Linked DNA regions of Mus musculus: region 1 is linked to region 2. A link is a contact called in public HiChIP or PLAC-seq data. All regions are on one chromosome and are shown on one strand. The core of a region is the stretch at or near the end of the contact, and the rest is flanking DNA. Distances in the headings are between cores, read along the strand shown. Region 1 has its middle 40 kb from the start of Zfp326. Region 2 has its middle 14 kb from the start of Lrrc8d.

Evidence for each region. HiChIP or PLAC-seq counts read pairs in DNA pulled down with a chosen protein or histone mark.
Region 1: a contact with region 2 is called in a FOXA1 HiChIP or PLAC-seq map of pancreatic cancer cells. The contact joins two enhancer-like sites. A contact is called at or near these places in 7 of 39 promoter capture datasets (the HPC-7 cell line, cranial neural crest, hematopoietic stem and progenitor cells and 3 more), 4 of 15 datasets of contacts at CTCF or cohesin (CD8 T cells, the NIH/3T3 cell line, large pre-B cells and 1 more), 13 of 484 Hi-C or Micro-C datasets (the Ba/F3 cell line, the CH12 cell line, ECoMG myeloid progenitors and 9 more), 22 of 115 datasets of contacts at active chromatin or transcription factors (the 230-238 cell line, the HPC-7 cell line, T-cell acute lymphoblastic leukemia and 16 more) and 5 of 9 other capture datasets (adipose tissue, embryonic stem cells, liver and 2 more).

What each region holds. Positions count from the first base shown.
Region 1 is chr5:105,834,781-105,838,430 of GRCm38.p6, reverse strand. No RefSeq gene overlaps it. Among named protein-coding and RNA genes, the nearest start is that of Zfp326, 40 kb to the left of the region's middle. Within about 2 kb of position 2,355, at least 43 of the 459 cell types and tissues checked have an H3K27ac peak or open chromatin away from gene starts, as enhancers often do. A contact at or near this core is called in the HL-1 cell line, hepatocytes and pancreatic cancer cells, where this site is marked.
Region 2 is chr5:105,683,646-105,687,686 of GRCm38.p6, reverse strand. No RefSeq gene overlaps it. Among named protein-coding and RNA genes, the nearest start is that of Lrrc8d, 14 kb to the left of the region's middle. Within about 2 kb of position 2,571, at least 111 of the 459 cell types and tissues checked have an H3K27ac peak or open chromatin away from gene starts, as enhancers often do. A contact at or near this core is called in the HL-1 cell line, hepatocytes and pancreatic cancer cells, where this site is marked.

The DNA.
Region 1 (3,650 bases), core at 1,106-3,605, 150 kb before region 2:
ATCAGTAGGAGCACACGGGTCAGTGGGAGCACACAGGACAGTGGGAGCACACAGGACAGTGGGAACATACAGGAGAATGGGAGCACACAGAGAGTCGGAGCACATGGATCAGTGGGAGCACACGGGTCAGTGGGAGCACACAGGACAGTGGGAGCACACAGGACAGTAGGAGCACACAGGACAGTAGGAGCATCCCCTGGGTACTTCTGTAAAGACATTTCTGAGAGGATTAACTCAGAGTGGAAGATCCACCCTGAATGTGGAGGGCCCCATTCCATGGGCTGTGGAGCGCATGTGGATAAAATGGAGACCAGCGAAGCTCAGGCATCTATGTCCTCTCTGCTTCATCTCTGCTGTGGTGTGAGCTGCTCCCCCAAATCATCTCCAGCAGGATGGACTGAGCCATCCAATCTGAGCGAGCCAATCTCCTGGAGGCTGTCAAGCATTTTGTCACGATAATGAGAAAAGTCACTTGCACAGATGGTGGCCTAATCAAGTTTGATTTATATTGTGATGAAACGGTGACCAAAAGCAACGCGTGGTTTGCTTGGCTCAGGCCCTCCATCCCACTGGAAGCCAAGACCGGAACTCAAGGTGGGGACCTGAAGGCAGGAACTGAGTCAGACAGTGAAGGAACATTGCTCTCCTTCCTGGTCACTCCCTCTGCTTGCTCAGCTCACCTGCCTAAGGACAGTGCCATCCCAGTGAAATGGGCCCTCCAACACTGCCTAGCAGAGAAAATGCTGCGCAGTTATGACCACAGGCCAATCTGATGGAGGCACTTCCTCAGTGACCGCTGAGCTTCAGTTATGAGCGCAGGTCTATTTTCAACCTTTTTTAAATTTGTCAGATTGTTCCCCAAAGCAACAGTACTATTCTACATTTTTACTGGAAATGTTTAAGGCCCATTCTTCATGGCCTTGCCAGCACTTCTTATTATTTATTTCTTTGGTTTTTTTTTCTTAATTGTGTCCACTCTAGTGTATGTGAGAGGCTACACCACTAAACAGTGCATTTCCCTCAGAAGGCTGAAGATGTCGAACACTTCTTCCTTGTGTTTATTGGTATTTTACAAACCTTCTATAGAGAAATGTCCTTTTATGTTTCTTGGTATTTTAAAAAAATGTTTTATTTTATGTGTATGCATGCTTTTGCCCATAAACTGAAGGATGTATCTTTTATTACTGAATTGTGTTTTTATATATTTTAGATACGAGTTTCTCTTAGCTGTGTGATTTCTAAAATTCCCTCCTGGATTTGTACACTTATGGACCGTGTCATTGAGGTTTCAAGTGTTTGATTTTGATGATGACACTCAGTTACTCTGTTATTTTCTTTTATTGCTTGCTACTTTTGATGGTGTGTGTGTGTGTGTGTGTGTGTGTGTGTGTAAGTGTGTAAGAGAGAGAGGGAGGGGGAGGGAGGAAGAGAGAGAAAGAGAGAGAGAGAGAGACAGACAGACAGACAGACACACACACACACACACACACAGATTGATCAGGGACTAAGCCCAGAGCCCTCCCCCAATTCTAAGCTCCTCTACTGAGCTACATTCCCAACCTCTGGTGCTGATTCCAGTCCTTTCTCATGGGTTCACGTGTATGTGCAGGTTCACATGTGAGTGTGTGCAGAGGTCACACCTGAGATGTCAATCTTCAGTCCGGCCCACCTTGCTTTTAGAGCCTCTCGCCAGTCTGGATCTCACCAAGTGGTCTAAACAGGCTGCTCACCAAGTTTGCAGGGGCGCACCAGACTCCACCTTCCCAGCACTGGGCCTCCAAGCATGCCAGGGTGCTGGGGCTCTGGGGATCCAACTCAGGTCCCACTGCTCCTGCAGCAAGCACTTTACTGACTGAGGGATCCCCACAGCCCCTCTGTCAAGGCTTTGAAAGCCATACTTTCCTTGTTTCTTGCTCAGGATTTGAGAAATTTTTTTCTGATATTCTTTTGCAGTCCCAACTTACTCAGAAGAGTAGAAGCAAATATTTACCATGTTCTTACTGTGTCCAGACTTTAGACGGGGTGGCAGCCCAGGAAACCTGGAGTCAACCCACCTAACCTGACTCCGAAGCGTCAGAGCTCGGCTCAAAGCACCCCCTCCTCTTGGCATTTATTTCTGCTGCTGCAGGAAAAGGGTACGTCAGCTCTGGCTTTACACAGTGAGCTCTGCCTGTGTTCCTTGTTCCTTGCCCTTCCCTGAGGTCAGTCCCCTGCCCCACCCTTTCTAGGACTGCCAGGATCTTCAAGCTCTCCAACATACACACGGGTTCATCCAAAAGAGGCAAGACAGCCTCATTCGTGACTCAGAGTCCGGACTGGAATGCCGCCACCGGTCATTGACCCTCACCTCACCCTGATATGCTGAGTTTGCCCTTTGGTTGTGACAGTCCTGGCTTTGATAGCCAGAGGTAACTGTGGCACTACTGGGAAGTGAATTGGGCAGCATGCCTATAAAGTCCCACCGAGGCTCCCAGGTTTAAAATAGGTCAACTATCAATTCCACGCAGCATAGTCTTGAGGGGCAATGGCAGAGGAGCAGAGGAGCCTCTCAGGTCACAAGCTCCTCCCACGCCCCCTGCCTTCCCTCCTGTTCATTCCAACTGCCTATCAAATCCATTTGATTCTACGTAATTTCTTACGTTTCTCAGCCTCTCCCACTTCATCCTTCCACTTCTGCGTCCGTTCAGATCTTATCACATCTTAGGTCTACTAACTAATCTCATTGCTCGGTCAATTCTCTCATTCTATTGAATTGAACCATATCTCTTCAGCTGAGAGCCTTAAGGTTTAGAGAGCAAAGGTGCTCAGAAGGGGGCCGGCCATCGGAAGGTACCTCATCAACACGTGTGGAGAGCCTCCCCACCACACTCTCCCCACTGCTTACAGGATTTTAACAAAAGGCCTGTGGTTAAATAATTATTATACCCTACACCATTGGGCACAGGAAAAGCCCTTCTGGTCCTATTATGTGGATGATTTCAGGAACGCTCCTGGTCCGGTCAGCAAGTCACATCAGCATCTGGGGGCTTCAGTCTCTGAATCCTAGCTTCCTGTCAGACTTCTAGGATTGCAGATGCCCGTGTTGCAGTGCCTGTGGGCTCTGGAGCTTCGACCTCAGGTCCTCATGCTTCTCCACAGCAAGTGCTTTCCCCGCCTGAATCATCCCTCGGAAGAGGACGAGTTCAGCTCCCAGCACAAACAGCAGGCCGTCCACAACTTCCTGCAACGCCAACTTCAGAGGGCCTGATGCTCTCTTTTGTTTTCTGAGGGTACCAGCGCACACAAGTGTGTGCACATACACAGACATAAACATAACCAGAAATAAAGAGCAATTTAAAAAGTACTCAGTGTGTTAAGGCTCCGTTCTTTGGATATACATGGGTCAGCATCTCATTTTCATAGTTATGGGGGCATTCTAGCCTGTGTCTGTAGAGAGAATCTCTTGTAAGCATCACCTGTCAATAAAAAAGCCGATGGCCAATGAGCTGAGGCAAAAAACAGGAGGTGGGGCATCCAGCAGGTGAGGCCCCAGAATGTTGAACAGGACCGACAGGATGTACCAGAACATTGAGACAGACATATGTAAACCAGCAGGTAGCTGAACTCAGGATAGAATAAAGGGGCGATTCACCCCAGGAACTCTGAGGAGT
Region 2 (4,041 bases), core at 1,322-3,821:
CCTACCCTAACCGCCTTATTTAGCCTCAGTTATTCTGATAGAGATTCCTTCTCCAAAGCTGCTACACCACGCTGGGGATTAGGGCTTCATGTATGAACTGGGGGCGGGGCACAGACATTTAGCATTATGAGTAGGTTCTTCAGCAGTAAAATGGAAATGACTGGTGCTTGACATTGGGGAGAGCTCAATAACATGAGCAACGTGCTCAGGAGAGGCCCGGCCCGGAGCACCATCCGCACGGTCTCCAGGGTGGCCTTGGTATCAGTCCACCTGGAAACTCGCTGACTCTCGGTAGCATCATTAGCAAGGGGCTAAGGTGGCCCAGCAGACGCTTTGTGAAATCTACAGCCTGGCTTTGTCCCATCATCCTTCAGGGCTTCCCAAGGCCTTTTTACAGACACAACACACAATGTGGAGATCAAACATGGACTTCCCGTATGCTAAGCAAGCACTCTATTGACCAAGCTACATCCTCGCACAATGTACCAATGATAAGATCCAGAGTCATTTGAATTCTCCCAAGAGTGGGATGGAATCATTTCTTCTTTCTTGCTAACAGTTAAACACACCGACATAGGGATCTTGAGATGGCTCCGTCGTAACCATTACAGGTTCAGTTTCAGGAACTGGATGTGGCTTTTGATTATTTTTCTTTAACGTTAGGGATCCAAACCAGGACACACACCAGGCACCTGCTTTGTCAGTGAACCCACTTCCATATGCATTCTGATTCTCCAGGGTCTAGCATAGCATCAGTCACATCCAAGGACGAAAAGAAATATGTGTCCAGTTCAACAACACTAGATCGACAGGGAAAATGAAGGTGGTGAAATAGCTATGACGTCACAGCTCCTCTGGGGGTCCCACCCTGACTCCTGACCACAGGGTGGCACACTTTCCGTGCTTATATAAATCAAGATAGTTCAGCTTTTAAAAAGGGAATCCTGTATCCTAGGCTGGCTCTAGACTCACTACACAGCCAAAAATGGCGTTGGTTTTTTGTTTTCCTGTTTCTACCTCCTAAGTGCTAGGATTATAGGCTTTCACCTAAATCGGGGTGGGGGTGGGGGTGGTTAGAGCCTTGTGCCCTCTAGGCGAGCCACCTTTCAACCGCATCCCCAGTCCTACAGCTGCCACTTTTGAGAAACAAATGTGTAGAAATGAAGCATCCTGAGAAAATGTTTGAAGTAGCAGTAACAAATGCAAATCTGGGTGGATGGCGTAATACAGAAGTGTGAACTCATTCAAATGAATGCAAGCAGAGGCACCCGGACTCAGAGCTCACCAGCTACCCACACCGTAATCATGATAACCACTCAGGATGCTTAATAAATGAACCGGATATTAACCCAGCCTTGGGATCACACTGTGTATAGGGCTTGGCGCCTACAAATAGGACTTGAGGTGTTTCTGACCCCTGCAAAGAATTATGAGCCAGTGTGAGGCAGCATTTAGGAGCTCCCCTTGCAGCATAGGAAGCCCTAGGAGTCAGGGTCAATACAGAGTCCTCTAAAGACACACAGAGGAGTGCTAAGAAGACCTTGGGTGGGGTGGCCGTGGGGTGGGGGAGGGGAGCTCACTGGCCTCAGAAATGGCAAGAGAAGGGGGAAGGCACTTCCAGTTAGCAAGTGTGGAATGGAGCAAGAGAGAAATCCAGAAAGGTATTTGTGACTGTGACTGCAGGGAGACTGGCCAGCCAGGAGTCAAGGATGCGGAACAAGGGAGTTTCGATGTAAGAATCTTTTTTTTTTTTTTTTTTTTTTTTTTTTTTTTTTTTTCTCGAGACAGGGTTTCTCTGTGTAGCCCTGGCTATCCTGGAACTCACTCTGTAGACCAGACTGGCCTCGAACTCAGAAATCCGCCTGCCTCTGCCTCTCAAGTGCTGGGATTAAAGGCATGTGCCACCACTGCCTGGCTCGATGTAAGAATCTTAAAGAGTTCTGCAAATGAAGACACTGACTCAAACATCAACTATCCATGCCATTTGAAGAAGGCAGACAGTAAAATGCTCCTGTACTTAGGACTTTGAAAACATCGCCATCGCTCGCTTTTAGTATAACTTCAGTTTCTTCCTTCCCCCACCCCCCACCTCCGGTCCCACTCGTTCCGGCCCAAAGATTTTTTAAAATTTTATTTATTTATTTATTTATTTATTTATTTATGAATGATATGTAAGTACATTGTAGCTGTCTTCAGACCCACCAGAAGAGGGCCTCAGATCTCATTACAGATGGTTGTGAGCCAATGTGGTTGCTGGAATTTGAACTCGGACTTCTGGAAGAGCAGTCAGTGCTCTTAACCGCTGAGCCATCTCTTCAGCCCAGTTTCTTAATCTATAAAGCGGAGATAATTATACCAGTCCTGTTTTACTGAGATCTGAGACTAAATGGGAAAGGTCATTCCATTACTAGGGTGGGGCTGGTGTGGGGCTGGTGTGGAGCTGGGGTAAGGGTGGGGTGGGGATGGGGGTGGGGTGGTGATGAGGTGGGGGTGGGTGAGTGGCGAGCACTGGTTCGTAACCCATCAAGCAGCCCGTGACATTTGGCCTGGAGATGCTATCTGTAGATTTTTATTGCTCATTTCCTGTTTCATCCTTGCGTTGCCAGGTGTCTAGCTGCACTGGCAGGCTTTCTGGGCGTCTCTGCAGCCAGCCTTCTCGTGGTGCGCCCTCTAGTGTTGAATGCTTCAATGACTTAATCTAAATGTAAATGTGAGCGTGAAGACTCTGATTTACAAGGAAACTGTCCTTAGGAGTGCTAAATAATAATAATGGTGGTAATAATAATAATAATAATAATAATAATATTTTTAAAAGCTCTGTTTTATACATAATATGAAAGACAGCATTTTGGGGCAGGGTATCATGTAATCCACACAGAAGACCTTGAACTTCCTGCCTCCATCTCCCAAGTGTTGGGAGGACAGGCTTACCCCACCACGCCTGGCTTTTGGGAGTCTGGGAGTGGAACCCAGTGTTCCATGCATGCTAGACAGTTACCCTGCCAACTGAGCTACATCCCTAGCCCCACAAAACGGCTTCTTGTTGTTGCTGTTGTTTATTTATTTTTGTTTTTGTTGTTTGTAGGCAGGGTCTCACTGTGTATTCCTGCTGGCTTGTAACTCCCTTTGTATACCTGAATGACCTGGACCTAACAGTGACCAACCTGCTTCTGTCTCCTAAGTGCTGGGCATAAAGACTTGTGTCAGCACACCCAGTTGTTGCTGGCTTTGTTTTGTTGTTTGCTTGTAAATAAGGTCTCACAGCTTATCTCTAACAGGCCTGGAGCTTGTAGAGATTCTCTTGGCTCTGTCTCCTAGGTGCTAGGGTGAAAGGCAGGCACACCACACCCAGGGAGGTCAGCTCACTTGGTGTTGCTCATGTGTTTATTGGTGCTGGAATCTCCCTGACATATTTAACCTGTCTAGACCTCTGTTTCCTCATCTGTCAGGGTAAGGTCTCCTGGGTCACAGCCCTTGTTTGTCTTCATAGTCATCATGATTGGCTTTAGGATCACCATGGAAACAGACCTCTGGGGCAGCGGATTTGTTTTTCAGAGAGTTTAACTGAGGAGAAACTCAGCTGGGGTTCCAGGACCAGTGAACCTGAGGCTGTGAGGGGAATCTTGGTACTTCTCTCTGCCTGCTTCCTCACCAGCCTCAGGACCAGCTGCTTCTCACAGTGTCCCCCCACCCTTCCCCCACCGCCAGGTCACGCACTGTTCTCTCCAGCACCAGCCGGAGGAAACCCTTTCTTCCTTAAGTTAGTTTCATCAGGCATTTTGCAAAAGCAATAGAAGAAGTAATTACATTTTGAGAGCAAAAAACAAAAACAATCGGTTAAAATGTTCTCAAAAGCTGTTAAGGCGCTACAGAAATACGAGGTGAGGAAATAGATCATGCGCTAGTCTAATTTTTCTGAACAGTGTATAGGAAACAGACATGTCTTAATTTTGTCTTTTCTTAAGCAGAAGAGGCCTACGTCAACATTATTGTGGATATTAATAAGAAATATATAGGACAGTGGTTCTCAGCCTTCCTAAC